Regions from separate parts of the Sus scrofa genome. Here region 1 is linked to region 2. A link is a contact called in public Hi-C data. All regions are on one chromosome and are shown on one strand. The core of a region is the stretch at or near the end of the contact, and the rest is flanking DNA. Distances in the headings are between cores, read along the strand shown. Region 1 overlaps LOC110255633 (a long non-coding RNA gene). Region 2 overlaps MARC1 (mitochondrial amidoxime-reducing component 1).

Evidence for each region. Hi-C and Micro-C count contacts between places; a contact is called where the count stands out from the background.
Region 1: a Hi-C map of liver shows a contact between it and region 2, with 8 times the contacts expected there. The contact joins two enhancer-like sites. A contact is called at or near these places in 4 of 47 Hi-C or Micro-C datasets (heart right ventricle, liver and skeletal muscle) and 1 of 2 datasets of contacts at active chromatin or transcription factors (skeletal muscle).

Annotation. Positions count from the first base shown.
Region 1 is chr10:10,685,189-10,689,635 of Sscrofa11.1, forward strand. All of the region lies in intron 1 of LOC110255633 (a long non-coding RNA gene), which reads left to right. Among named protein-coding and RNA genes, the nearest start is that of DUSP10, 220 kb to the right of the region's middle. Within about 2 kb of position 2,758, at least 18 of the 83 cell types and tissues checked have an H3K27ac peak or open chromatin away from gene starts, as enhancers often do. A contact at or near this core is called in liver, where this site is marked.
Region 2 is chr10:10,233,689-10,238,032 of Sscrofa11.1, forward strand. All of the region lies in intron 6 of MARC1 (mitochondrial amidoxime-reducing component 1), which reads left to right. Among named protein-coding and RNA genes, the nearest start is that of HLX, 28 kb to the right of the region's middle. Within about 2 kb of position 1,348, at least 7 of the 83 cell types and tissues checked have an H3K27ac peak or open chromatin away from gene starts, as enhancers often do. A contact at or near this core is called in liver, where this site is marked.

The sequences.
Region 1 (4,447 bases), core at 1,508-4,007, 450 kb after region 2:
TTGTGGCAACATGGATGGAACAAGAGACTGTCGTAAGTCAGAGTGAAGTAAGTGAAGTAAGTCAGAAAGAGAAAGACAGATACCATATGATATCACTTATATCTGGAATCTAATATATGGCACAAATGAACCTTTCCACAGAAAAGAAAATCATGGACTTGGAGAAGAGACTTGTGGTTGCCTAGGGCAAGAGGGAAGGAGTGGGATGTACCGGGAGTTTGGGGTTAATAGATGCAGACTATTGCCTTTGGAATGGATAAGCAATGAGATCCTGCTGTAGAGCACAGGGAACTATATCTAGTCACTTGTGATGGAGGATAGATAATGTGAGAAAAAGAATGTATACATATATGACTAGGTCACTTTGCTGTACAGTAGAAATTGACAGAACACTGGAAACCAACTATAACGGAAAAATTAAAAATCATTATAAAAAAAGAAATTTGTTGAGTAAAAAAATTTGAAAGAGCAGAAAAATGAAATAGCCTCCTCAAAATGATTCTCAGGCCCAATGAAGAACTTCCGTTAAACTTTCCCCAGTCACTCCAGCTAGCTACTTATATGGCATTTACCTTTCCCTGGCTTGTATTTTGAATAATTCGGGTTCAGCGCTTACCTGAACAACTAGACTGTAAACTGACCTTTTCTCCACCAAGGGTGGTTTTTCCTCATTTGATGAGACCAACACCATGCAAGACAAGGCAGACGTCACGCATCAAATGACACTTGCAAAATGGTTTTGAATGGTTGTAAGTTGATATAATCCTAACTCAGTCTCAGCACCAGTCACTTCCCTAAACAGTCCTCAGTTACAACTTTTTCTTTCTTTCTTTCTTTCTAATGGTCACACACATTTTGGTCCTGAATTGTTAAGCCATGTTTGTTACCTTAATCTCGGATTTTTCCATATGTGTATGTAGATTGCCCTGGTCTAAAATTGTAAATTCTTAGGACATAAACATTGTGTTCCATTTGTACTTCTGTCCTTGGAGTTAACAGAAACACTCAGCCCTAATTTTACAATATCCTGGAAGTATTTTTTAGTGATATCTACTTTTTCTTCCCTGGTAACTGTAGGTTAATGACCACATTCTTAAAATAATTTCCAATTAACTTGAATTTAAAAATACAACGTGGAGTTCCTGTTGTGTCACAGCAGAAACAAATTTGACTAGTATCCATGAGGATGCGGGTTCAATTCCTCACCTTGCTCAATGGGTTAAGGATCCGGTGTTGCTGTGAGCTGTGGTGTAAGTTGCAGACGTGGCTCGGATCCTGCCTTGCTGTGGCTGTGGTGTAGGCCGTCAGCTATAGCTCCAATTTGACCCCTAGCCTGGGAACTTCCATATTCTGTGGGTACAGCCCTAACAAGAAAAAAAAAGTGCCAGAAATTACTCTTTAAGGAAGTTGTTGGGAAAACGAATACAAACATTTGTGATTAAAAATGGATTAATGAAAGGATAACAGACTAACTGTATTACTGTCCACATGTAAAAGTGAGTTAATTGATGATGTTCAGGAGAAGGGCAGCTCAAGTATTTTCTGTGACAGATACGTTTGTTTTCTTTTTAAAAAAATACTTCTATTAAAGTATAGTCGATTTACAATGCTGTGCCAACTTCTGCTGTACAACAAAATAAGTCAGTCATATACACATTTTTTCTTTTTTTTAAATTTTATTTTCCATCAGGGTCTATCCCAGGAGACGGAGTATAGTTTCCCCTGCTACACAGTAGGACCTTCGTGTCTATCCATTCTCAATGTAAGAGTTTGCATCTATTAGCCCCAAACTCCCAGTCTGTCCCATCTCTTGTTTTCCGATATGCCTCATTTTCACGAAGTTGATCAGACCAGAAGTTGGATTACGACTTCACTGCCTGTGACTCACATGGAACGCTCCCTTTCTATCCAAATATCATGTTCCGGGATGATTTCAACTTTCAAGCTCTTGGCAGTGAAGAGAACCAAACACGGGCATGTCACACAGTGTGCCAGGCATCACAGTATTTATGCTCCTTTTTAAACAAAAGTTGCTTCAGACCAATTTTGACTTTGTTCAAGACTGACACTAAGTTTTTTTTTTTTTTTTAAAAAGGTGAACTTATGAAACCAAGGAATTTTCCAGTGAAATACATCGTGTGCCAAACCAAAGCAGCAAAATGGCATCAATTGGTGATCCTAATATGGCCCCAGTGCTGCTTCTCTCTGAGTAAGGGTTAGACATAGAAATGCTACAGCCAAGCTTGGCCTAGTGCGCTGTCATTTCCTGGCCCAGCCCTGAACAATAAGGGAACCCATTGGCCCCAGGGTCAGGAACGGGCCAGTGCAACTTCCCAGATGTCTTACTGTGATAAAATCTCAATAAATCTCAGGCAATACTTTATAAGTTACAGAGAACATTCATATATTTTACCTCCCATGATCCCAATGGTAATTCCTTGTGATGGGCAAGGCTGATGTTCTTATTGCTGTGTCCAGGGGTAGTTAGCACTTAATAGCTATTCATAGCATTGAAGTTGTTGAAGCCACATATCTCAGAACAGTAAAGAATGTTTAATGGTTTCTCCTAACTCAGCCACACTCGGTAAAACTGTGAGGACTTAAAGCCACACCTTATGCATTTTGTCTAATGCTCTTGAGCTTCTTTTCCCCCATTGGCTATTTACACCATCGCAAATGAACTCTTCCTATTGCCCCGTGGACTACAATGGTTTGAACAATCTTCCAAACAGGCTTAAATCTACTGAGTTACATGCTAATGAGAACAAGAGGGAGCTGGATAGGAAGCCGCATGAAGATAAAGGCTTTGGGTGTGGATCAAGTGGTCTTTAAAATAAATACAATAAAAATTATCCTGTAATCAGTAAACAGTAATATAATTAGAATTTTTTTTTCCTATTTACTTCCTTTAACATGCAATGGGCGGAAATGAGAGAAAAAAAAAAAGTCAAGGACTCAATCAAACAGATGGTTCTTGAGTTATTATTTTCCCCTTGATGTTGTTTACAAGAAGAAGAGGCTCGTTTAAGGACACGTGACTCCCAGATTTCAGTGGAACCAGCAGTTCTCTGTGAGAAGGAGAGAGGAAAACAGCGGGAAGAAAATTCAGATCATAAGCTTTTATTATGTGCATTATTATGCCTCATTAATTAACCCAACTGCTGTCCTGGTGACGTTCTGGTCCCACTTTACAGGAAAAAATTAGTCTGGATTGCCAAGTAAAGTAGACAATTACAGGAAGATCAAATTATGCCTACATTGCATTCTGCCGGGGCGTCAAGCCAAATTCATGTCAAATTCATAAGACTGGAATATCCTCACCAAAAACAGCCCTGAAGAACCGACGTCACAAGCCATTTGACGTCTACACAGAGGATGTATTGATCTTGCCCGAGTTTCCTTTCTCAGAATCACATAATAGGCCAAGACCCAGGGCTTTCTGAGCATCGTGTACTCCGTCACACACCAGCTGGCTTGATCCTTTGTTATGTCCCATAAAGCACAATGTGGTGGGGAAAACACCCCCACCTCATGAGCTCCTGGCTCCCATCCTGGCTGGCAGCTGTCACAGCCCTGTGGAGACAGCCTGGACACTGAAAGAGAATAATGGGAACCCCCAGGGTTGTTTTTCCACAGAGAACCCCTCGGTTCATCCATAATTGTGAGGAAGGCTTTTCCATGGAAGAATGACTGCAGCAGAAAAAAAGCCCACTCACTGTCCTGGAATGCTGATGTGTCCAGCACCAGAAATGCTGCCCTGAGGCGAATGGGAAGAATCATGACAAACGCTACCCTGGGGTGAATGGGAAGAATCATGACAGTGCTCCTAAGTGGAGTATATTTACCAAGGCTCAAAAAGGAGAGAAAAATGCACTGTATGACCACTACCGAGCAAAATGTTAAGAGTTTAAGTTTAGAAAGAAAGCTGCTCCCTGATGCCCGTTCTAGGCCATTCCTGCTTTGTGATCAAAGGTGTCCAAACCAAGGCCTTTTTCCAGGTTACTTCCCTGTGAGGCAGAGAGCCCCAACTCAGAGCTTTTCACTTCTCTTTTCTAGAAGATGTGCTGTGCACATAGGTAACATGTTCTGACAACGTTGCTTTGGAAATCAAAGTCCTAATTCATTCCTTCTGATCACGCATCCATTGGACGGGCACTCAATGCTTGGTACATTTACCAGGCACGAGATACTTCCAGGGTAATGAACAGTCTGTTTTCTTTAAGGGCTTCTAAAATAGCCAACCTTACAAATTGAAACCACCCGTATCGTGGCTCCCCAAGGTTCCCTGCTCAGACCTTTTGCCATCTTTCTCTTCCCATGTTCCTTGGCTGCGCTCGTGTGTTTTCACATCTTCAACTTCTGCTTGTTGATGAGCCCCAGGCTTGATTTTAACATCTCAGACTGTCTTCCTCTCTCTCGGGCTGAGACTTGTTTATACTATTTATTG
Region 2 (4,344 bases), core at 98-2,597:
CCATGAGGTTGCAGGTTCGATCCCTGTCCTCGCTCAGTGGGTTAAGGATCCAGCGTTGCTGTGAGCTATGGTGTAGGTCGTAGACGCAGCTCAGATCTGGTTTAGGCCGGTGGTGATAACAGCTCTGATTAGACCCCTGGCCTGGGAACCTCCATATGCCTCAGGATCGGCCCTAGAAAAGTCAAAAAGACAAAAAAATAAAAAATAAAAATAAATAAATAAATAAATAAAATCAGAAAGGATGCTATGACCTGGACAGAGAAACAGGATTAAATATCTGGTACGGATGTTCCACTCAAAGCAGCCAGTTGTTGGAAGAAATGCCCCTTAGACGTACTCTTATCCATCGGTTTATTCATACAACACACACTGTGACCCAAGGACCTGGTTAGATGCTGGTAAACAGTCCAGGTAAGAGAGGGACATCCATTGCATCCATCGCTTTACAGACCAGGAAACTAACCAGGAAGAGTGAGTCTCCTATGCTGCTGGAGAAGGTCACGAGTGGCGTTTGAGATGAAGAAAAGCCCAGAATAACCCTCTCGCCGAGTTTGCACAGTCGTTCTGCTTGTACGAATGGATCACCAGAAGCCACTTTAACAAGTCCCCTCGATTTATACTTCCTTGCCATTTGCAGTATTCTCCCCTAATTCCTGGTGGCGACAACCTATTATCCGTTTTGTTTTCATTCACCTGATCTGTTAAGCGATCCCTGGGGACAGTAAAGCATGACCTGGAGAACCGGGAGCCCTGATGGGCAGGTCTAAAAGCCACTGGGACTGACATGCCTCGTCCATCCTGTTCATCAGGCCCTCGTGCCTGTCTTTCCTTAGAGTGTCTGGCGGTCATGTCAGGCCCTTCCCTAGAAAATGTGGGCTCTTTCCTCGCTCCTTGCATGGATCATAATTCTTAGTTATATTGAATCAGTATTTTAAAAATGTGCTAACATGGAGCCTGGAATAATCTGAGCCTTAGTTTCTACTGATGCCAGCAGTGAGGTCTAATCCGTGCTACGGTACACTATTTAGCATAAGAAAGAATTTAAAGTATTTTTACAAACCTTAGCATGAATTACTATGTCGTCATATTCTCAGCCGTCAGCAGCAGCGCGGGAGCCAACTAATGAGAAATACATTTTCCCACAGACAATCTAGGATGCAAAACACATTGTTCAAACTTAAAAAAGAAACCAGCAAATAAGAAAAACAAGATATGATGAGAGCTTTGAAGTGCGTGGGGCGCGAGGGCAAGTCCCTTTGTTGACCAGCGGATTTTCCTAATGCCGCTCACTTAGATTCTTATCAAGCGTTTCTGAGCAGGAGACAATGAGAACTGTGCTGTGATAGAGGCTGAAAAGGGGGCGAGTGCCTGAGTCCCCGTCATCGGAGACACATAAGAGGTGGGGGGAGCGGTGCGCTTTCGCAGCTGCCTTTTTTTTATGGCTCCGATCCGAATTGTTTTCCCCTGAAAATGAATGCAGTGCCGGGAAGTGGCCAGCCTTGTTCTCTGGCCTTCTCGTTGCCCCGCGCAGCCACTTTAATGAGCTATTTCTCGCAGTCACCCTAGGAGGCAGGTCATCATCAAATATCCCTGATTCAGAGGCAGAGCTGAAGTGCCGCGAGGGTGTCGGGGTGACCCAGCAAAGGGCTCCCACGAGGTGCGGGTCCTGCAGCTGAGGTTGGAGAGCAGCTGTCTTCCGAGGCCTACCTCCCGACTTCAGAGCGGAAGGTGTGAGCGGAACTTCAGCCAAGAGCGAGGGAATTGGGGTGAGAGAGACCCTGGCCTGGGGGGAGGCGCTCTGAGGGCAGGGATCTGTCAGAAGAGACCTCTTGGTTTGCACTGTCATAGCGTTAGTACACGTGTTCCGGAAAATTAATGTTCAGTTGACTGATGGATGAATGATATAGACAACTATTTTTTTTGTCTTTTGGGGGCCACACCCACAGCATATGGAAGTTCCCAAGCCAGGGGTCGAATTGAAGCTAGAGCCACAGCAATGCCATATCTGAGCCACATCTGTGACCTACAAAAAAAAAAAAAGAAAAAAAAAGAAGGAAGGACTAAATGATCTTCCAAGGTCACTGTGGTTGCCTGGGTGCCATGATTCGCGCTTATCTGATACTGGATCTGTTCAAGTCACTTGGAAATTTGGCCAAGTCAATACTTCTTGATCATCTACTGCGTGGGAGACAATAGGCAAGGCTATTGCCCCTACATTTTTAGGAAGTTTTATTGAAGCAGAGTTGATTTACAATGCTGTGATCATTTCTTTTGGGTGGCTTGCAGGAGTGAATTAGTCATGGCCCCTGCCTTCGAAAAACAAAGAATAAATCGAGAAAGAAATGAATGTAACATTTTTTTTTTTTTTTGGTCTTTTTAGGGCTGAATCTGCGGCATATGGAAAGTCCCATGCTAGGGGCTGAATTGGAACTGCAGCTGCCAGCCTACACCACAGCCACAACAACGTGGGATCCAAGCCACATCTGGGACCTACACCCCAGCTCAAGCCAAGGCTGAATCTGCGGCCCACTGAGTAGGGCCAGGGATCGAACCCACATCCACATGGACACTGGTCAGGTTCGTTACTGCTGAGCCACGGCAAGAACTCCCATATAACTTCTTAAATACACTTATTTGAGAATATGAGAAGGGTTATCTTAGAAACCCAAACAAAGCTCAGGAGACCACGGAGAAGGAAGTGATGCATTCTAGTTTGGGAACTGGCAGAGGAATGATAATAAAACCCCTGACATTCCTGTGTACCATGCAGGTGATAAGAGCTTTCCTTGCATTATTTTATTTCATCCTTTACAAAAGCAGCGTAAGATACCTACTAATGCTATTTTCATTCTACTCGTGATAATATGGAAGCAAAGTAAAGTAACTTAACTAGCAGGCAGCAGAGACAGAATCAAAGTGGGCCTTCTGGCAGAACTTAAGTTAATCCTTGAAGTAAATGGACATACTTAGCACATGCTGTAGTCCAATCTCTGGGCCAGGTGTTTCTTATAAATAACTCACTTCTTACGAAAACTCTGGAAATTCTATTATCATTCCCCATTTTATAAATCTGAGACTCAAAGAGATCAAGTGACTTGACCAAGTTATATGGCTCATAAATAGCAAAAGGGACATCCAAACCCAGGCTAGTGTGCTCTAAAGTACGCCATCGCCCCCACGGTCCACGATGCTGCCTCAAGAAAAAGAAATGGCCAACGAGGGGTCCCTCAGGGCCCCAGGAACTGCAGGAAGGCAGTCATGTCCAACTGAAGGCCCTTGGGAGAAGCCCACTGTAGGGGTGTTCCCAGAGATGAGCTGCCACCTATGGGCCTGCAGCCAGAGCCGACCTCAGGCAGAGCATCAGCCTTTCAAAGCTGGTCCAGTTGTCTGTAGGGCTTTGGCCTTAGTCATCTATTGCTGCATAGCAAATGATCACAAATTTAGAGGCTTAAGCCAGTACCATTATTAGCTCACAGCTACTGTGTGGCAGGAACTTGGACCCAGCCTCGCTGGCTCCTCTGTCCAGGGTTTCACAAGGCTACAGTCCAAGTGTGGGCCTGCTGCATTTTCATCTGGAGCTTAGGGTCCACTCCCAGGGTCATTCAGATTGTCAGCAGCATTCGATTCCCTGCAGCCCTAGGACTCCTCCACTCTCGACACTGGCCCTGTCCATACTCCACAGGTAGGAGAATGACTCTGGAGGAAAGACGGTGCCCGGACGAGTGCTTATGCTTTATTAATTCAGATCCACTCAAGATAATCTCCCTTTGGGAGTGCCCTTGTGACACAGCTGGTTAAGGATCCGGTGTTTTCATCACAGCAACTGAGGCTGCTGTGGTGGCATGGGTTCAATCCCTGGCCCTTGAACTTCCCCATGCCATGGGCATGGCCAAAGAAAGATATTCTCCCCCTTTTTAAAGAAATTTTGTCTTTTTTTGGGGGGGCCATACCCACAGCATGTGGAAGTTGCCAGGCTGGGGTTGAATTGGAGCTGCAGCTGTGGGCCTACACCATAGCCACAGCAACACCAATTCCGAGCTGCATCTGTGACTTATACTGCGGCTCATGGCAATGCTGGATCCTTATTCCACTGAACGAGGACAAGGATTAAACTCGAGTCCTCATGGTTACTAGTCAGGTTTGTTACCGCTGAGCCACAATGGGAACTCCCTCCCCCCTTTTTTGCTTTTTTTAGAGTTTTCTGGGAGTATTGTTAATTTATAAGGCTGTGATCATTCTTGCTATACATCAAAGTGACCCAGTCATACATATACACATACCCAGTCTATCTGATTCTTTTCCCACATGGATGATCACAGAACACTAGGGAGAGTTCTCTGAGTT